Linked DNA regions of Mus musculus: all the other regions are linked to region 1. A link is a contact called in public Hi-C data. All regions are on one chromosome and are shown on one strand. Each heading gives the region's core, a stretch centred on a gene start, on an enhancer-like site or on the middle of the called end of the contact. The rest is flanking DNA. Distances are from core to core; before and after follow the strand shown. Region 1 overlaps Dlg2 (discs large MAGUK scaffold protein 2). Region 2 overlaps Dlg2 (discs large MAGUK scaffold protein 2). Region 3 overlaps Dlg2 (discs large MAGUK scaffold protein 2). Region 4 overlaps Dlg2 (discs large MAGUK scaffold protein 2).

Region 1 (5,078 bases), core at 2,329-4,828:
ACAATGGTGAACTTTAATCTTGCAATAAAATATGCCGTGGGTTTTAATGTATGAAAATGACAATAAATTGATTCTGTTCTGCTCCAATAACCTTATGCCTTATTGGAGATGCCTAAATGAAATGGAAGCCATAAAAATTACAGATGTAAGTGAAGTAAGCAATGGGCCATAACAGGGCATTACAGGGTTTACTGCTGTCCACAGTTGGGGCCCCTTAAACAAGGCTGAGAGTCATCAGTGCAGCTGGGCATTGCATTACACAGCCCTCATCTGCCCACATGGAGATGCTCACTGTTGTTGCTGTCAAATATCAGTTTAGCTCAGTTTGTGAAAGATGAATCATCCTTATTTGTTCAGGTTAAACAAATAGAACGGAAAAGAAATAAGATCGTTTGACCTCTTAAACAAACATTCTTAACGCATTCTCTAGCTAGTTGTGACGGCCGATCTTCAGTGTCAACTTTACTAGATTCAAAATCACCTAGGAATATCTATCACTCGCACACACTGTGTTTCCAGAGCGATTTAGTTGAGGAAGATAAATGTCATATAAATGAGGGTGATATCATTACAAAGGCAGGTGCATTGGCCTGAATAAGAAAGAAAAGAGGGAAGAGCAAGGGAAATGTCAGAATTTATTTCTCTCTAAGTCCAGACTATAGCTGCAGTGTGACCTGCTGCCTTTCACACTTGGCTTCCACATCTGGAAGTCACTTTTCTCACCATTCCCTCCTCTCTATGGTGAACTATTGCATCATGCTGTAAGCTAAAAATAAGGCCTTTGTCCCTTAAGGTAAATCTTTTTAGGCATCTTATTACAGTGATTATAATGAAATAAATAAGCCACTGGTAAAAAGCGTACTATGAATGTTAAGAAAATATAAAGGCTATGTGTGTGTGTGTGTGTGTGTGTGTGTGTGTGTGTGTGTGTGTGTGTGTGTGTGATCCCTACGTTTGGGAAGGTGACACAGAAGAATCACAAATTTGAGGACAGTTTTGGCTACACAGTAAGAACGTGTCATTCACAAACATCAGGGAAACAGACAGAAAAGAAAAAAAAAAAAGACTCATAAAAAGGCACAAAAGAAACCAGTCTGGTGTTTGGGTCTGGGAGAGAAAGGAAAAGAAAGAAATTAAAAATGGATCTTTAGATTCTGACTGGAGATAAAAATGCCTTTTTTTGTTTCTGGAATGGATACACCACTGGATAAAGTCACTGAAACTCACTGAATTATATACTTGAAATAGATGTTTTAATTTCAAATATGCTTTGTAAAACTTTAACAAAAGCATTTTAGAGAAAAATTTAAAGCTTGACAAATGCAGAGACATAATCACCTTTTCTAGTGATAGATCACAAAACTCTGTGTTCTCAATTTTACATTCTAGGATACTTCACACATTTCGGCCGCTAGGAGGCGCTGCTGCCCATCTGCACAGAGTTCTCTGTGATGGGGCATGAGAGAGCATGGGCACGATTCAGCTGCTGACCAGGCTTTGTCCCATCCCTTGCATTGGGACTATTGATGGTTTACAGTAGTTAGAGGTGAAGCTTTTTAGCCAAGTCAATTATTAAGAAAGAAGCAAATGATAAAACTGATACGAAGAGTCGATTTAAAGGGACAGGCGTGAACTATCCCAAAAGAGTGTTTTCCAGTATGCTTTACTAGCTACTGAGTCTAAAATATTTTTTTAAGGTAAACCCATCAAATTCCAAGCTAGGCCTTCCATCACAGCACGGATATGCAAAATTTAAATCACTTCAGACAGTCTTTGAGCCTCTACCCTTCAAATAAGCTTTTAGTTTTAACTTGGATATTGAAATTATATTAATTAGCGTAGAGGGTGAAAGGAGCAGGTCTGGGTAAAATAGAGGTGGAATTATTCACATAATCAGTCTTTCATCACAAATATTTACTATATACCTAATGTGTGTTATATATATTCCCTAGAATATAGGAATAAAACTGATGAAAAATAAGTAACAAGCAAAAATCCTATTTTCATTGACTTGTATTATAGCTGCAAGTAACAGAGTAAAAACAAAATAATTATGAAAATATCTACTTCCTGCTTATAACACTATGTCAAATCAGTGACCATTCTAGGCCACAGGAAACTACTAAGAGGCCATGGGGAGGGGATTACAAAGGAGGGGAACAGAACTGCTGTAAAGGGTTAACAGGAAACAAAGGTCCAGTTATTAGTTAAAGTGGGATGGGGGAAGTGGAAGGCAGGGTAGAGGAGGGTGTGTGGGGAAGGATAAATAGGATTAAGAACATTTCAAAAAAGATGTATAGAAAGGTACTACTGTAGAAATTTTCTAACACACACATAATGCACACAGAGAGAGAGAGACAGAGACAAACAGAGACAGAGAGACAGACAGAGACATAGAGAGGGAGGGAGAGAGCGAGTGGGAGAAGGAGGGAGAGAGAGGGAGGGAGAGAGAGAGAGAAGATGTGATGGAATTACTCTATTTCAGGGCAACAATGTCCTTACTAGACAGCACAGGCTAACGAATAAACAGTCTAGTGCTGTGAATGGGTGACTTTTTTGAGAGTTCTTGGCCAGTGATTCCTCTAGACCATAAACAGTAAGCCTATTGTTGTTGCTTTTGGTTATGGCCAAACTTGATGGTAAGATAGCACATACTTAGATCATAAGACATGGAACAGTCAACCGGTTAGCTTTTATGGTGCTGGAACATGCTATGCATATTAATGGAAGGGAAGTACACCTCAGTCATAGCCAGCCACAGTGAAGCTTATTGCCTACAGTAATGGCTGGCCTGGAAAAACACACCCACTAGAGTAATAGTGAGAGTGATCAACCACTTTCTGCTTGACTTCCTTCTCTACAAGCTAAAACCCACACCTGACACTGTTAGCAAGGTCAAGAATTTATGGCTAGATTGGTAATAGGACCTAGAGGAAAAAAAACCTCCTAGTATTATTATGCTAAATAGACATAGCATTAGACCAATCCCATCATTATACCCATTATCTGAAAGGCTATTTGTAATAGATAATGATTAACACAGAGACACACAAATGGTTGAAGTACAGAGTCCAAGAGACTGCTGAACGTCCAGCTCTGAAGGGTATGCATATTCTATGCATACATATGCACATAATCTCCTCCCAGGATTTATAGAGCAGAAGGAGTGTAAGAACCAGAGGAAACCATGTCTCCTGGACACACCAGGGCAGTTGCACACATGCACTTACAGCAGTTGCAGCAGCATGCAGAAAAACAGTGCAAACACAAGCCAGGCCACAACCCAGCACAGAGAGAGGAGGTGGCCATGCAACCCACCTCTTGCTGTAGAGTCACAAAATGAGGGACACAAAATGAGGTGGGTAGGTGGGAAAGGTGGGTATGGAAAATGTTAGAGGGGAGGTGTAAATATGATTAGAACATGTTGTAGTAAACTCTCAAAGAATTAATAAAAAATTTAAAATTCAGTAACAGTTATTCTCTTCTCATTTGTTGAAGTTCAAAGGCTGCTTCTAACCGCTCTGAATTCTCTCTATACAAAGGACCTTTAAGACTGCCAACTGTTGAACACTGAGTGACTACTCACAGACAGTACAGATAAGGAAAAACAAAACAAAAAATGTTTAGCAGGCTGAGGTGTGGCTTGGTTGGTAGAGTGCTTGATTAGAAGGCAAGAAGCCTTGGATTGGATCCCTAGCACTTCATAAACCAGGCTGATATTCACCCACCTTTAATCCCAGTTCTGGGGAAGGAAGACAGGAGGATCAGAAGTTCAAGGATTAAAACTGAAATCAAGTTTAGGTAAAATAAAACACTGCCTAGGCTTTTTGCATCAAAATAATAAAGGTTTAGGGGCTGGGGAGATGGCTCAGGGGTTAAGAGAGCTGTCTACTCTTTCAAGAGGTCCTGTGTTCAAATCCCAGCAACCACATGGTGGCTCACAGCCATCTGAAATGGGTACTGATGCCCTCTTCTGGTGTGTCTGAAGACAGCGACTGTGTACTCATATACATAAAACGAATAAGTAAATCTTAAAAAAAGTCTGTACTAAAACATGGGATTTTAGGTTGAGTGACAATATTAAATGACCTCTATAAGCATTTTATATGTAGACAGATATATGAACATACGTATAGATACTGAATATTTAAATATAAAAATGTCTCCTTTAAATTCTAAATTTCTGTAGCTCTAAGAAGTCTATAAATGATTGATTTCCTCATGCTAAAAGTGCTTATGGGAAACTTTGTGCTTTAAATAGCAAATTATGATTTTGTTTTACACAGACCATAAGACAGAAAATCATAAAGATGATTTTGCCATTTATCACAAGTCTACTGATGAGAGAAGTTTTTAAAACAACTTTTAGGAGCTTCTATTAACATTGCTCAAGTACATGGTATTTGACAGTATTGCTTTCTTTTCTCAGTTTTTCTTATGACCACTTTTTATTAAATGCTTCTTAAAAGTTCATATCATATGCAAAGTATTCCCCTCAATAATCTATTTAAAGTTTTATGTGATTTAAGTTTTTCTCCAATTACTTTTATACAACCCACCTACTTCTATCTTAGCTACATAAATCTTGTCTTTGTCAGATATTAACACCTTCCAGATATTTCTAGACCAATAAAATGTTTCTCTCAGCTTTGCTATTTCCTCAAGGAATACTTATTCTGTTTTATATCCTCATATATCCAGAAAAATATGACTATGGCATAATATGGTTACCGTTGTCGACATTTCTTTTTTGACAATCTTACCAAACTCTGTAAATACACAAAAGAACCTTTCTGTTTTGAGAGGTGATGATTAAACAGCAACCATAACCAGTTGCCAGATGGTTGAATGTATACACTAAGTAGGATATATTTTATACAGGATAGATGAGGGTATTTTCAAGCTGAATCATTTGATAAAGTAGTACCAAAGATAATAATTTTTGAATAGATGACTGACTCTCACTGCCAACTCTGGGCCGTGGAAATTGGGCACCAAGGGCAAATCTGTCACACCTGAGAGTTTATGGGTAAATTAGCTGGAGTCACATTCACCACCTCACTTCCATAGCAGGAGCC
Region 2 (5,297 bases), core at 2,388-4,887, 340 kb after region 1:
ATTATAGAAGGAGGTGTAATGAAATTGAGGAGTTAGAGAACAGTAAGAGTTACAGGTAAAGAAGTGGGATAGAAAATATATAAATATACAGTAATACTGTTTGGAAGTCTCAAAATATAATTTAACTACTAAACTTGAGTAAGGTGAAGGAATCAAAATGTAACATTGTCAGAAGAGACTTAAAAGGATGATGATTAAATATATTATTGACAACTAATATGCACTCTAACTTCTGTCCTAGTTCTATCATTTATCTCCATTTTATTTATATTCTAGAAACCAAATATAATTCAACCTTGTAAAGAACCCTCAGTTCAGAGAGATAAAAGGGCTGTGTAAGAAAAGCAATCCAATTGCCCAATGGGTACAAGCTATACAAATAGTTACCTAACTAGGCAAAGATTCTATTTCTTCATCTGTTGTATAGAATTGAAATTTTCATTCTCACAGGGCTCTTGCATAGTTTATATTAGCTCCCTTACTAAGATCACTATATTTCTATTCAAGTTCCTGGTACCTAAAAGATCATCATTAAAAGAAGTTACCGTCACTAAATTTCTTTTACTTAAGTATTGTAGAAAGTATTCCATTTTTCAATAACCACAAAGTTTTACCAAGAGTGTCTAACATTTTGATACTGCAATATGACGTTGTCATCTCTGAACATGCTGGTTTGTATTCATAGCTATTCTAGGACACAGAAGACCAGAAACTGCAGACTGGACATGCCTATTCACTAAAATGTCTTTAGTAGCAGTGAAGTGAAGCTTCATAATGTCCCTTCTTCTGAGGAGCCTCACAGAGTGTATGAATTAAAGTCAAGGAGAAAGGATGGTCTGAGATATGGCAGATCATTCCTTATATCCAGGGTTTTGAGTTAGGGACTTCGCTAATGTTATGCTATGGACTAGTTTCCCTATCTTCATGGGAAGGGAACTAAGTACTGCAGAAGCTAGAAGAACAAAACTGGAAATGATCATCTCACTTTTCCTCCAGGAGCCAAGTGTCATCCTGGAGGCCAATGAGGTGATCTGAACAAAGAAGAGCCAAAATATCTCTGCAGGAAAAGCTCACAACTTGACTGGGAGATAAGAGATATCTCTGAACTGTTAAAAGGACTATTTGGCAACTGGTTCTTACAGCTTAGTTTATTATCAGTAATATGTCTTGTTTTCAAACCTTTTTTTTTTCAGAATGAGATACCTAAATCATAACTGTTCTTGATTTTCAATATAAACTATTTTATTTATTAACATCAACATACTTAGTAGAGAATGAATGTTTATGAATAGAGTACATAGTGGATTAAATATATAGCAAATTTCTATGGCTAAATTAATTAGGGAGACATTAGAAGAAACTGCTTTTCAAGCAGGTCAGTGTGGGCGTATCTTATCTTCTCCATCACTCTAAGACTTTGGACTATATTATAGCAACATCATGGAATGATTGACGTATTTTGAACTATAAAATGAGCATTCTGTAGAGGAACAAGTAACTGAATACTTCCAAATGTTTTTAGGGTAGATGTGTTTCATTCTGAATTGGTTGGAGATCAGTTTAAGGCCATTGGACTAGTCCACAGCAAGATCACTGCAAGAAAATTCAGCAATAGATTTTCTATTCCATCTTTGCATTTCCTTAAATTCAGTGTAAGAAATGGCAGAGAACATTCAACACAGCTTACTGTGAAATCAATGCAGAAGGCTCACAGGTCCTGTGATGTAAGGAAACTTCATGTAATGAGATCCAACAGGAGGAGGGTAAAGGAAGCCCAGCCGCTGCTGAGATGGAGAGATGATTATGTGGACAGTCTAGTCCTCATCAGAAACAATCACACCTAATTTAAAAGACATTGTTGAAAAGACTAGCAAGATCTCACCAATCATGCTAGTTGTTCTACTGGAAAGGAAGAAAACAGGAAAAGATGACACAGGCATCTTATCTAATGCCATTTCTCCTTCTCAACCTGTATCATAGTCACCACCAGAAGGAAGAGCTGCATGTCAACATGTCAACCACCCCTGTAGCAGATTGAGGTGGCAAACTTGAGGGTATACAACATTTCCCACGACTCATCTACTCGTGCATGCCTTTAACTTGGAAGGAGGTACATTTTATAGGATACAAATAGAAACAATTAGAAATAAATTAGAAACAAATAGAAACAATTGCTGCCGTCACAGCTTCAAGTTTCACTCTGCATTCTGGATGAGGTTTATCCTGCTGAATAAGCACTCAGCTTTTAATATATCAAGGAGTGTAGGTTTACATCTTACAATTATTATGCAGAATTAATAATTATCTAGTTTTTTATATCTTGTCCATCATAGAAACTACATGAATTTAGGAACACAAGATCACCCTTTTCAATGTGGCAATAAAGGACTAAGGACACACAGAATATTATGGATATTACCTGTTGTGTTTCGAGGACAATGGATTGTCCTTTGGGTAGAACATCAGTAGTTGCTACACTGAACACTAGTCCAAGTTTAGATTACCTATGCTTAAATCAGCTTCATTTATCTTACAGATTTCAGAGAAACTAAAATACTGCTTGTATTTCATAATTTGTCATATTTACTCCTGTTAAAAGATCATGATTTATAAAGAAAAATATATACCCCCTCTCTTAAAAAATGCAGCACAGAACTTCAAGGAAAGCTTTAACTACTTTGAGCAGTATTTTGTTTCTACTTCCTCCTTGGAGCCACTATATTTACAGAAATCTATTAATGGATTTCTGAATGGTGTGATGGTTCAAATAAGTTTAAAATATAATCATTTTATATTTGTCATGTATGCGAAAAATAAAGATAACATCAATACATGTGAGCCTATAAAACTTGTATAGAACAGGGGATGGAGAAATGAATCTGCAGTTAAGTGTGTCTCCCTTTTTAATGTGGTAATAAAGGATTAAGAACACACTCGATATTATGGATCTTCCAGAGTTTTCCAGAAGACCTGAGGCTCACACTGCCTCTGGCTCTAGAGAATCTGATGGTTTCTGGTTTCTATGGCCACCTACACTCACATGAACTACACCTGTTCACAGATAAATACCTTCCTCCCACCCCATAATCTTCATAAGCATCAAAATAAAATTTAGAAAGATTAATTCTTTGGTATGAAAACCTGTGGCCCAAACACAAGTCTAGTCCTTGCTTTGGTATAAATTTCAGCAACTTATTTTGCTTCTATAAGTCAATATCTTCATCTACAACTGGAGATAAGATGACCAACCTTACCAATATAGAGTTCAACATAAATTAAGATAATTATACATGAAAAAATGCTTGACTAAGCATAGATATTAAATAATTATGAGTCAGTAACATAAAGCACCCATCACCATCAAATTCCCAGGCTATAAATTATCAAGATATATGGGATACCTATTTTTCTTCATTATTCATCCATTACTAATTTTTCCCAGATTCTTTTTTAAGGGGTTTTCCTATAGTCTCCTCTCTTTTTTATTTTGCTCATGGTTTAGAGAATCACCATGAATCATTGCAATAGGATATAGTGAAACATGAGTCATGTTTTCATCTGGTCTAACTCCCCCATTTTATGGTTGACTGCAGAAACTATGATTCTGCAACATGCCTAGGGTGATTCAAAGGCTACGATGACCCATCTATGAGAGTCCAGGTCTCTTAATTTCCAGTCTGTATCTTTCCACTGACCTATTCTACTCATTCTCCTCTGAACCATAAATCTGACCATGACTCCAAATTGCAAGACTCAGGTTACTTAACACAGCCTGCCAGGATGTGATTTCTGCTGACCTTGGAATTAAACATACAGTTTATGAACCGATCAGAAACAAAGAGCTGTTTAGAAAATCATTTATTTATCCTGTCAAGGCCACTGACATACTGCAGTTTTCTTTGATACAGTTGTGATAGGATAATGAACACTCTGCCTGCAGGCATCTCATGATGAGAGGACACTTTCAAACCTTCCAATTTCTAAATCCATTCTATCCCTTGCTTCAGAATTGCTACAACAGAACTATATGTTCCTCCTGACTGAAGCTGGTTCCTGAATATATGACTTGACCATTACTGTCTTGAAATTAACTCAAAGGTTAAAGGTAAAAGAGATTTTATTTGAATCTTTTTGAATGTCATAAAGAATATAACCAATATCAACCCCTAAAAGATAAGACTGAATAATACCACAGGCCTACAGCACTCTTCTTGAATCTTAACCATTAAATTGCATTTCAATTACTCTCCTGAAAACTCAACATCACTATGTTCATTAAATTATGGAGTGTCTTTCCATAAAGGTGGTTTGTTAACTTAATCTTAATGAAATATCCTCATGAGCTCTGAAGACTACATGTCTTAAGCTTACCTAACTCTCCAACTTCCATCCCTTCACATCTATAATTTCTTTTCTTCACATTGGCTTTCTTGCATTACAAAAATATATCACATGTATATAACCCTAGGGCATCTTGTAACCCTTTTCTTCTCTTATTTATGATATCAGCTAAGGCTCTTCACAGGGCTTCTTCCTTTACACTTTCATTCTCAGTTGTCAACTGAATTGTTTCCTCCCTATTAATTCCTCCTGCCTCACTTTAACATCTATTTAAAGAAGCACTTTCTAACCTAATCACCACACCATATTGTCTTACTGGATTTTTAGTAATGCTTCTCTATCTAAAGAAATATTATTTGTTGATTGTTTCCCACTATTTACCTATTGTACACATTGTCAACAATAGGGATAGGGATCTCATGTAATTCATAAATCCATAAATATGTATGTTAGTGACTGAACAAATTAACACTGGTAATTTTGAACATGTGCATTTCTATTCATGTGACACCAAAATACACGATTTTTACATAGAGTGAATATATACACACAAATGTATACACACATATTTATATAATGCATGTCTCTCTCTATGTATATATGTGTATATATATATGTGTGTGTGTGTGTGTGAAATAGATATTGTCACATAAATAGAAATATCCATACTCAAATATATGTGTGTGTGTGTCAATTTTTTGATTTTTGTATTCTCTTAAATGATCAGACTGATTATTTGGGCTTTCAGGGGACACACTGCATTTTAGGGAGTAATCACCATATAAGACGTTATTCTCTATCCTGCCTTGCCTAAAATAGCACCAATCCCTCTCTACCAAGTTTTGAAAATATAGGATTTTCCACAATTTACAAATTGTCATCTTCTAGCTTAGCTCTAAGAGCCAAGGAATAAACACTTGGTGATCTTACAAAGTTTGTAGTGTGAAGGATGAAGC
Region 3 (5,487 bases), core at 2,240-4,739, 480 kb after region 1:
ATTTAGGTCCTCTTTGATGAAAGACATCTTTATAGCCGATAAGAAAGATCAATAAGTACAAACGTCAATATTGAGGTTATGAAGGCATGATAATTACAAGCTATTTTTTGAGAATAATAGGGGCCAATAAATACCTTGCTGCATTTATCCAACTAGAGGCGTCATGGAGAAACATCATTAATGGAACAGGTAATTTTCTTTTTTGTTTTTGGTTGGTTGTTTTTTTTTTTTTTGAATTTTTGTTTTTTTAGTTTGTTTGTTTTATTTATTTTTTTTGTTTGTTTTGTTTTTTGTTTTTGAGACAGGGTTTCTTTGTATAGCTCTGACTGTCCTAGAACTCACTCTGAAGACCAGGCTGGCCTCGAACTCAGAAATCTGCCTGCCTCTGTCTCCCAAATGCTGGGATTAAAGGCATGTGCCACCACTGCTCAGCTCATGGAACAGGTAATTTTAGACACAGTTAGTTATTGTTTTATCTGAAGCATGGCAGTTGACTTATGAAAATCACAAACTTTGATTTTTGGAAACTTCATGACTTTGGGAGTTCTAATACAAAATAGGACAAGATGAGAAGCAATGCTTATCTTATATAGACAAGAGTACATTAGGAGATTCTGGAAAATGGTGAAAGCTGTGTGCAGTGTAAGAGAACCAAAGATATAGATTACAATGCTTTGAGTTCAAATTCCAGCATTGATAGTTACTACTGTTCCTGTGACCTTGAGCTAGCCAAGGTATTCTCAAGGAAATTTTAGAAAGAACATGTCATATAGGGTATGAAGATCAAATTGAATTTCACAGAGAGCAGTGTGATGATGGCAAGAACACAGAGAGCAGTTATTGATAATATTACTATCATGGTAATCATTGTGACAGACATTACATGATGCTGGTGAACTGCACTAGTATTTAACTGAGACCAAATGATAGACTAAACAACCAGAAATGATAGTAAACTATGTGTTTAGGATAGCATTTAGACTTTTATATTCCTAATTAACTCTCAATTAACTGAGCCTTGAGAAACACAATGTCCAGATCAAACCTGGGTGACAAAGTAGGATGGAAGGACTGTAGTCAATGTAGATTGGCTTGTTAGATGGGGAAGGAGACAACCTTTATAAAGAATAGTAAATTGATGACTACTTCCATAATATAGACTTATCCCTCAAATGCTGCAGTTTGTGCTATTATTTATCAACCTCCATCTTAAAGTATGTTACTGAATTCTTAGCTGAAAATGCTAATTCATACTTACTTGTTTAAATAAGTAATTTGATCTGATTATACCATATAAACCACTGCCACTCACCAGGTTTTGTCTGAGTGGCTACATTTTTCTAGGTAGCCAACCTTTTGGTTTATTCTAGGAACTCCTCAAGCACAAACTCTAAGAGATGTCAGCGCCTAGTATTCAAAATTAGCTCCTCCCAGCCATTTTTTGGCAAGCTCAGGGTATTAGAACGAATCTGTTTTGTTTCATTTAGGTCCTTATGACTCTGACAGCCTAGTGGACTTTAGTTTATGTGAGTTCCTGATGTGAGTGCATCTTACACTCCGAGTAAGACAATAAATAAATAAATAAATAAATAAATAAATAAATAAATAAATAAAATGAAGATCCTTCAGGCTGGAGTTCTTGCCTATTCTAGGCACTATCGAGCCCAGAAGTGAAGAGGATATCCTGAGTCCTGTTGCTACTTCCTGCACATGCTGAAAACGCAGAGGCTGAGCCCAAGTCACTTGGTTAGATTAACAGCCTTTCAAGTCCTTCACACACAGCTGCCATACACAGGTCTGAATCTGAATTAAATAGCACTAGAAGAGTCAACTTTTCTTTTCATACTAATTTGCCAGAAGGCATTGTCCCCCAGTGTCTTTCAGAGTCCTGTCATCCATATAGCCTACAATTTTTATGGAAAGAAACACCTTTTTCCTTAAAAAAAAATGTGCTCTAATAGAAGGTCTTTTTACTTCCTCAAAGTAGCTTTCCTTAAAAATAACTTGAAGCAAGACTCCAAAATCAATGTAGTGGAACACAGTAAGTTTGCAGTTTGTGACATATAAAATGCAGAAGGAACCTATGTTACCCTAAACCTTCCCACCCACTCCTTCATCAAAAGGGTCAATGAAGAACAAGCTGGCTATCATGTGGTAGTTTTTGGATCTAGGTACTGCTAAAGGCAACAGCCCTTAAGTGAAAATAACCACAATATATTTTCTTATCACAATGCAATTCTATCTTGGTTTATCACGGCATTCTTGTATTTTATCAACATCCCTACTCTGACAGAACAGATCGAGCGCAGTAGCAATATCATCCTTGTAGTTGGGAAGAATAACAGTACCAAGGACCCTGGGAGCTATCCTGGGTCAGCCTCAGGAATGTGTGAAAGGTTGAAAGAATCTGGGCTAAAAATAACATCCTCAGAGAAATATAGACAATGTGGGATTCAACAAGATTCTGTTAGGGTTAAAGGAAGTTTCCCCAGCACCTACCAAATCCTTTTTGCTTTCCCAATTTCCAAAACATGACAGGTTTGGGCCAGTGCCTCAAAAAACATTGGAAAAAAAATCAAAGATGTAAATTAATATCTTCTGTTATGTTCAGGTTTTTAGTGTACCTTGGGACTTACAGACTATCTTAATTTCTTAGAGAAACAAAACTAAGGAGGTCAGTCTGTGCAGAAATTCTCTGGAAACTCATCGTATGGAATACAAGGGACAAAAAGCCATTCTCTAAACAGAGACCAGTAGCCCATTGAATATAGAATTCCTGCCCATTGTAAACACTTTTGTAATGAAGATTCTGTTTGTTGTTCACTGGAAACAATATCAAGCACTCCTGTGAGGTGTGGTAAGTGTCACCATTAAGTCTCTCAGGACGCAGAGACACGTGTGCTAGAGAAAGACACAGGTATTTATAATGCTCCCATAGACCCAAAGATCACAGTAATAAAAATAATGCAGTCCAGCAACAAGTTTACTAGTGAGCTCCCCCAATAAGCACAGACTGCAGCTGCTCCCCTGCTTCCACCCTATGCAATGCCAGGGAATACTTGTCTCTGTGGAGACCCTCTCTATCAACCACTGATATCAGCTAACAGCTCGAATAGCCAAGATCCCCATCAACCGGAATGCTTTTCTCCCTCCAGAACTAGCCTCTAAGAGTTGCCCCTTCCTAAGTGGCATGGACCATATTTCTATTGAGAGGCAGGTTCTTACAACCGGCGAATAAAGGCTGCGTCTATATTCAGACCAAGAGCCCAGAGCAGGCACTTGGCACATCCATAAAGCGATCTTCCTCCCCACTCATTCCATACCTTCTCTGATTTCGCCTTCCTGGCATTGTGCACGAACCTGCGACCCAGCTTCTTGGCATACCAGATCGAGGCAAACATAGCGATGCCAGCGGAGGTTCACAATGAAAGCCTCTGCACAATCAACTTCCCACGGAGGCTGAGCCGAGCAGATTCCGGCTGGAGCTGTCACTTGCGGGCTGTTGCTTTCTCTGATCCTCTCATGCTGGTTAGCCGGGAGAGGGTGGGAGGAGGGAGGGGTTGGGGGGAAAGGCAGTCCTGTTTGGCCGGTCTGCAGGTATATTTACATCCTGCCAGCAGGAGGTTCGGGAAAGGCGGTGCAACCTTCAGAGCCGGCTCACACACATCCAGTTGGCTAAGTGTCGGGCTGCGGTTCTTCGGCTCCAAACTCCATGTGTGTGAGAAGGAAGAGAAGCCGCAGTTGACTCCACAGAGGCAGTACACCTCTGGCTCTCACTCCAATTGCACGCCTCGCTTGGCCGTTTGGCTTCCTTCTGTCTTGACAGTTACACGCGCTGGCGGCAGTGGCCACTTAGAGACATTCACACACAGTCTCAGGGGTATAATAAACAATGCCAGCGTGGCTGGGCACTAGGGAGAAACAGAGCATCGTGGCTCTGACCATAGAAGAACAAACAGGTGTCCCTGGAGCCCAAATCCCTACCAGGTCGTCCAAGATGACTACCTGAGATGGCTGGGTAAAAAGCCTTATTTTTCCCCCATTTTAAATGCACTTGATCCAAGGAAAGTTACATCTCTGTCCACAGCTTGCAGTAGAGGGAGTTTACTTCTTAGGAACCTGAACCCGGACAAAAGACACAGTTAAGAGGATGAAGTGTCATGTCAAATGCCTCAGTGAAGGTCTTGAGTTTCCAAGTCCTTGGTTTTACGTTTTCAGTATGAGAACTGGAGTATAGAAAGTAACTTAAAGCTACCTTGAAACTAGACCCAGCTGCTCCTTGCAGTGACATTCTCTTTTAAAGGGACACTTGCCATTGTGATTACCACCTGGGGAAAGGTAAAGAACAGCTCTTCAACCATATTTGCTTGAAGAAATTTCTTATTTGATTCTCACAGAAGGGTTTTCCAGCGTCAATGATCTTATTAGAGTTTAACCTCTCATGCCAGGCACTTTTAGGGTAAAGTCAATATTAAGAGACAAATGTTTCCTCCAGTGAAAGATAATGCTTAAGCCCTTTGCCAGCTGTACTAAAGGATAACACATAGGCACATAAACTTCTTTCCATCTAGCAAGTCCTTCCAAGCTGACCTGGCAGAAGGACACTATGAACACAAATGAATCAAATATGGTAAGCACGGCTACAGACTACCCAAAGAGAATTAATTCCCTTTGCTCAGCAAACCAGCTGTGATGGTTGGTATACGCTTGGCCCAGAGAGTGGCACTATTTGGAGGTGTGGCCTTGTTGGAGTAGGTGTGGTCCTGTTGGAGTAGGTGTGTCACTGTAGGTGTGGGCTTTAAGACCCTCATCCTTGCTGCCTGGAAGCCAGTATTCTGATAGCAGTCTTCAGATGAAAATGTAGAACTCTCAGCTCCTCCTGTGCCATGCCTGCCTCGATGTTGCCATGTTTCTGCCTTGATGATAATGGACTGAACCTCTGAACATGTAAGCCAACCCCAATTAAATGTTGTCCTTGTAAGAGTTGCCCTGGTCATGGTATCTGTTCACAGCAGTAAAACCCTAAGTAAAACCACTGTCAGCAGTAGGTCTGTGTGAGGTGGCTGAGCTCGTCTATCAAAAGCGTTCCATCTGCTGTCAACTGAGAAAGTATAATTGTTAAGTGTTGGACACCTTGGAGGCAATTGGAGGTGGAACAAGCCAGTATGGGTTGTCATTAGCAACCCAAGGGACAGTGTGCCTACAATATTCTCAGTACAGTTAGTGAAGAAATAAACACATGATCCCGTTTCTGGCCTTTGATTTTGTTTCTAACTCTTGTTCTCTCTGGATCCTATCTGGGTAGATGGTTTTTAAGGCTATGTTCTGTGCTATGGGTCTAATTGTGGGTCTTTATATGAGAGTTTAATGGAACTCTCTCTTGCTGTGGTAAAATGATTCAGTATTCAAAAAAGCCAACTATGGGCCCTACAGGGTAGCCTGGCTCCTTCAAGTTTCTTTGGCAAGCCTAACTGCCACCCAGGGTTT
Region 4 (5,442 bases), core at 1,279-3,778, 430 kb after region 1:
CTTCTTTACAGTTTGCTCCTCTGCATACTAATGAAGTCTCAGCACACAAACAGCCCTGAGTGGCAGACAAGGTTGCTGGGGCCTTGCTACTATGGGACATCAAACTCTTGTGCATGCTCCTGAACCAACTGTAGAATATTAATCTTCAGCGAGGAGGCACTCTCTCTTTTTATTCCTTAAAAGAAAATGTCATTTGTTTCTTGGAGTTTCATTCTCCCCCACTTTCAGGTGTTCCTTACCACCATGATCACAATGCAGTGTCCACTTTAATCTCGTTCCTTAAAATACCATTCAACTACTAGCACTTTTTGTGTTACATTCCTTTAGCATTTTGTCCTTTGAGCTAAGTCTGAAATATAGGTTTATGATTTCCACACTTGCTTAAAGCTAGTGCACTTTTTTATACATCTCCATTTAATCCTATTTTGGAGATTTAGCCTCCAATATTCAGAGCTTCTAACTCACCAAGAAATAGCTGTAACTCATGGAAAAAAACAAACAAACAAAAAACATAGCTCATTTTCACACTCTACTTGCTTAGTGATCCACTCTGATATACTTTTCTGTCTGCTATGGTCTAATGCTGCATCAGGAGTGCATTTGTGAGAAGCAAGCTTGCTGGTAAACATATATTCAGTTCATCCAATTCAGGCAAAAAATCACATCAGCGATAGCCCTGCATAGCAATTAGTATAACTATAATTTAATGCGTATACCATCAATACTAAGAAACTACACACTGTATCAGGCATACTAAAATAAGTCCTTAAAACCTGCAAATCCCAAAGCATCAACCATATCAAAAATACATCTTTTACATTTGAAATTTACTTAGAGTGGGAATATTTAAAGGAAAGGCAGTAACAAAAAATACTTTCCACTCTTCATTTCTCTATTTTTGTTAAGTTTGCATAACAGAAAGACAATGAATAGGAGGGGAATTTTCTGGAGGTAATTGGTGCAAAAAGGGTAGCTATTTCTTTTTAATTTATAGGGAAGTTACATGCTAAATGACACATTTACTTAAAATGTGAATGTATGTGAATATTATAGATTGGATTGAGTCACCTGTTCCTGGAATGCAATGGTTTAGAATAACCTGTCCTCTGCAGAAGATAACAAAGGCAAGGAAACCTCTCCAAAGACAAGCATGTAGTAATATAGGAAAATAAAGGTAGGGAAAAAAATGAGACTATGCAATTAGGAGAAGAAATATGAAGAAACTTCACCATTGCTTTTAAAGAAACTTTTTGAATAGACATCATAAATATTCTTTTAAAAATATTTTTATTCTTTGAGATTAAAATGTAGTTACACCATATCCCCTTTCTTTTCCTCCTTCTAACCCCCTACTCACATACTATTCCTTGGTCTCTCTCAAATTCATGGCCTCTTATTTTATTAATTGTTGTTATATGCATATATATGTATATATATATATATATATGTATATATATATATTCCATAAATAAATAAGTACAACGTGCTTAGTATAATGCTATTACATCACAAGAATCCATACTTCTTATATGTTTCTATGCTATCTAGAAATTCCAGATGATACCTTTAGACTCTCAGTGAGTCCATCTTTCCCCCACATATATTTAGTTGGCTACATTTTCCTGCTTCTGTCAAAGAATGAAGTTTAGTGGGCCTGACAAGATGGTTCAGTGAATAAACCATTTCCTATGCAAACTTGACACCCTGTAACCCATGGTGGAAGGAAAGAATCACATAAGGAAAGATATCCTTTGACCTCCATATGTGCTATAGAAAGCAACCACAAAACACACTAATAATTTTAAATTGAAGAAAAAACTTGTACTTCAACTTCCAGATTTCCTAAATACACTCATCTGTTACTTCTCACAGGCTTTATAAAGGAACACCTAATCTGCATTATTGTTTTCCTGCAAAGGCTTAGCCCCAGGACCATCTCCACCAGCTAATGTGACTGGGAATGGGATTCAAAAGAACCTTCTAACACTTGCTGAGCATGCCACATTCCGTGGCCATAGAACATGAAGACAAAAATCAACTTGGACCTGGGTTGGACACATCCTCCTGGGTGGCTTCCCCTCATAGCGTCCTGCCAGAAGGAATTCTTCAGAGTGCTGAGGGAGAGCTCGTAACAGGTTTACTTGGCTATAAAGCCTGAGTATAACAATATTGGCTGGCCAGGGAAATGAGCCCAGTGGAGAAGAACTGGCAAGTTCATTAGGAGGATAACAAAGTGCTTTCAGATTCTAGTTGAGGTTAGCTCCACAGGAGGGAATTTTTGTCTAGAATTGCAAACATAGTCAAAGCCTGATGTGGGAAGATCATATCTTAGCACAAAAGCTTCTGTTATTGTTTTGCTAAATGGACATGATATCTCTGTCAAATTATTTTCTAAATAGCTGTTTATGCCCACAGAGTAGCAGTGTGTGGAGGAATTTTATTCCAGAAACTGACAAGGGATCACATCCAAAGACCTCAGTCGGTCTGTGTGATTTGGCTGGAATACAGGTTTGCCACACATCCTTTAATCCCTCTGGCTGGAATACACAATTTTAATCCCTCTGCCTGGAAGGACTACAGACACACCCTTAGTACACATGTTTAATTGCAAACAATGAAGGTAAAATTAGTTTATAGAAGGAAGCAGCCATGTGTGAAAGTGACATCTAATTGAGGAGCACACAAAATTACAAATCAGAACATGATTTGACAAAATGGTCAGAGATAGGATACCCCCAACTCTCAGGACAACAGCACAGGAAAGAAAAGCTATTTAAGAGCAGGATAGTACAGGGAGAATGAGTCAGTGGTGAGTCAGCGCAGTGAGTGCACTGGAGTTGAGTTTCTGAGTTCATGCAGTTTAGTGCAGGTCAGCAGAGGCAGTTGAATCCAGCGAATAAGGAGCCAGAAGATTCGAACAAATTGCCATAGTTAGTTTATGGCTCAGCAGAGAAATTCAGTGAGAAGCTGAGAAAAGCCAGCTGAATCATCCAGCTTAGAGAGGACTTCGAGGCTTGGGGACTATCACAAAAGAAGATTCAGAAATAACTTAATAATTATAAGAAGGGATGAAGAATGGGGTGAGAAGTTGACTTCTGTACCGAGCATGGCTGCCAATCTATTGCACTCAGAGCAAAGAGACACAATGACCAAGGCAACCCATAGAAAGGAGAACATTTCATCGGGGCTGAATTACAGTTTCATAGGTTCAGTCCACTATCATTATGGCAGAAAGCATGGCAGTGTCCAGGTACCTCCAGGCATACATAGTGCTGGAGAAGGAGCTGAGAGTTCTGCATCTTGATCAGAAAGCAGCCAGCAGAAGACTGCCATCCAGGCAGCTAGGAGGAGGTTCTAAAAGCTAGGAGGAGGGTCTATGGGATATAGAAAATCCCATGCTAAATTTCAGTTGGGCTTCTGAGGGGAAACAATTTGAGAGAAATAATCAGCTTTAAGTTTTTGTTTGCCTCCATTAAGGACTTTCAGAATACAAATGAACTGCAGTGTCACTGGTAAATCATGAGAAAGTAAACAGGTTAGTATGTAAGCTAGCACCATGCTTGTCACTGTGAAAAGACAAAATAAGTGTCATTAACTTGCTGTTCTATATAAAGGACAGCATAGTTTCATGTCTTCACCCATTTCAGGTTTTTCATTAATAGCTCATTAAATATCTCTAAGATCATCCCAGGTCAACAAAATTTTTGTGTTTGTATGTCACTTTCCCATATGAATGCAGTCTAGTTTACAAACGTCTCTATTTATGAGTGCCAGTGTTATTTCTAATTGTTTATCCTTCCAGTTAGCCCTAATGTGTTATTGTCTACTGAATGCATGTGTCTGCCCACATTCACAACTTTATGTGTATTTAGGATAGGAATATTTGACTGGTAGCAGGTAAGATGGGTATTGTATCAATATATATGAATCCAGAGCAGCTCTACAGATCTCTAGCATAATTTCAACCTGCCAGAGCACCATGCAAATTATATGTTCCAGATGGCAGAACTACAAGATGAAGAACTCCTAACCCTACTATATCTGACAGTGGAGAAAGATATTGTCACTATGCTATTCTCACGAGAGTCTGTGGTTATCACAGAATCACCTCTTAATTCATGACTAATACAAACCTACTTATTTCACATATATATGAATATTTTTGAATTAATTTTCTGTAATAGAATTAAACTTAATCATTAGCTTGTATTTCATATATTCTACAACACAGAAGCATATCCCATTTTGTAATGTATCCCAGTGCCTCAGTCCTAGGTTGTTCTTCCAGCCCAACTGGCCTCCTTTGGTGCCTTCCTGTTTCCCATCTAACATTGTCTAATGGTGAGCTCTTCACTGCTGTGTATGTTATTGACAGATTAATTGGTTCATTTTCTATTCTGAAAGTGCATACAGATTTCTGAGACTCCTACCAACTATCTGAAATGTGTATATGTAATGTGTATACATGCATATAGATTATTTCTAGGACTTTTTTTTAATGTAGCATTTATCAGGTCCACAGTAACTCAGAGGGTGCCTGCTCAGGGCAGAATTCAACATGGTGCTTGATAAATGGTGGTAGCCATCACATTTTGCAGTCATTTCCTACAATAAAAGTGTGCCTTGTATATAGATGGCAGTTAGGAACAAAATGATGATTAGTTTTTGGAGAAAACTAATGATTTACTAGTTTTGTTACCATGGTATTTCTTATTTTTTCTTCCCACACAATGTTTTATTAATGATTACTCTTTCTTAGAATATTGATTAATTAGGAAAGATGAATGAAAATTACATAGACGAGAAGCCCATATAATTATCAGTTAAAAGCAAAAAAGCATAACTTTATTACCAGATAGATTATGCAGTGACATCCAAGGATGATTAAACCACTTAAGGGAAATTTAAAAAGTGTATATATGACATCAAATATTCATACCAAGCATCTATACAAAAATGCCACTGCTAAATTACAGCAATGTTGGAGTGGCTATTTTTAGGCCTTTTGAACCAAAATACCTAAAGAGATGATTATTTGCATGTCTTTGCCTCATGAATTCAAAGTGAGCCCATATATAAACCAAGGTGTTTAAAGGATCATTCAGGAGTTGAATTTGATTTCCTTGCAAAAGCCTGCTGTATTTCTATAATGCAACAAACATGAAGATGAATGTTATTTCTCTTGACAAGGCTAGATGCTTCTCAACTCTAAAGACAAGTATCAAATAGTTTTGGTTATTTTCACATTGATTTAACTGATTTTAAATTAAGGAGATGTGTGAAATTGTTCTGGAGGAAACATCCGTTGTCTGGGAAACTTTGAAAGATAAAATGGAAACAAGGAACAGTCATGTTCAAATTGCAAAAGCTTTGAATTTAAATCAATCTTAAATTATTGCCAATTTTATTTCATGAGAAAGAATACTTATTGGGGATCAAAAA

What was found. Hi-C and Micro-C count contacts between places; a contact is called where the count stands out from the background.
Region 2: a Hi-C map of the N1E-115 cell line shows a contact between it and region 1, with 5 times the contacts expected there. The contact joins two enhancer-like sites. A contact is called at or near these places in 2 of 15 datasets of contacts at CTCF or cohesin (the NIH/3T3 cell line and pro-B cells) and 6 of 484 Hi-C or Micro-C datasets (the 3T3-L1 cell line, 3T3-L1-derived adipocytes, the N1E-115 cell line and 2 more).
Region 3: a contact with region 1 is called in a Hi-C map of the N1E-115 cell line, with 4 times the contacts expected there. The contact joins two enhancer-like sites. A contact is called at or near these places in 2 of 484 Hi-C or Micro-C datasets (the N1E-115 cell line and embryonic fibroblasts) and 3 of 115 datasets of contacts at active chromatin or transcription factors (VIP interneurons, forebrain and stem cell-derived neural progenitor cells).
Region 4: a contact with region 1 is called in a Hi-C map of the N1E-115 cell line, with 5 times the contacts expected there. The contact joins two enhancer-like sites. A contact is called at or near these places in 1 of 39 promoter capture datasets (the 3T3-L1 cell line), 2 of 15 datasets of contacts at CTCF or cohesin (the NIH/3T3 cell line and pro-B cells), 22 of 484 Hi-C or Micro-C datasets (the 3T3-L1 cell line, the AML12 cell line, the C2C12 cell line and 15 more) and 1 of 115 datasets of contacts at active chromatin or transcription factors (astrocytes).

What each region holds. Positions count from the first base shown.
Region 1 is chr7:92,023,616-92,028,693 of GRCm38.p6, reverse strand. The region is part of intron 10 of Dlg2 (discs large MAGUK scaffold protein 2); the gene reads right to left. Among named protein-coding and RNA genes, the nearest start is that of Gm32353, 69 kb to the right of the region's middle. Within about 2 kb of position 3,578, at least 10 of the 459 cell types and tissues checked have an H3K27ac peak or open chromatin away from gene starts, as enhancers often do. A contact at or near this core is called in the N1E-115 cell line, where this site is marked.
Region 2 is chr7:91,688,366-91,693,662 of GRCm38.p6, reverse strand. All of the region lies in intron 2 of Dlg2 (discs large MAGUK scaffold protein 2), which reads right to left. Among named protein-coding and RNA genes, the nearest start is that of Gm32353, 270 kb to the left of the region's middle. Within about 2 kb of position 3,637, at least 11 of the 459 cell types and tissues checked have an H3K27ac peak or open chromatin away from gene starts, as enhancers often do. A contact at or near this core is called in the N1E-115 cell line, where this site is marked.
Region 3 is chr7:91,541,028-91,546,514 of GRCm38.p6, reverse strand. All of the region lies in intron 2 of Dlg2 (discs large MAGUK scaffold protein 2), which reads right to left. Among named protein-coding and RNA genes, the nearest start is that of Gm24552, 300 kb to the right of the region's middle. Within about 2 kb of position 3,489, at least 41 of the 459 cell types and tissues checked have an H3K27ac peak or open chromatin away from gene starts, as enhancers often do. A contact at or near this core is called in the N1E-115 cell line, where this site is marked.
Region 4 is chr7:91,588,862-91,594,303 of GRCm38.p6, reverse strand. The region is part of intron 2 of Dlg2 (discs large MAGUK scaffold protein 2); the gene reads right to left. Among named protein-coding and RNA genes, the nearest start is that of Gm24552, 350 kb to the right of the region's middle. Within about 2 kb of position 2,528, at least 43 of the 459 cell types and tissues checked have an H3K27ac peak or open chromatin away from gene starts, as enhancers often do. A contact at or near this core is called in the N1E-115 cell line, where this site is marked.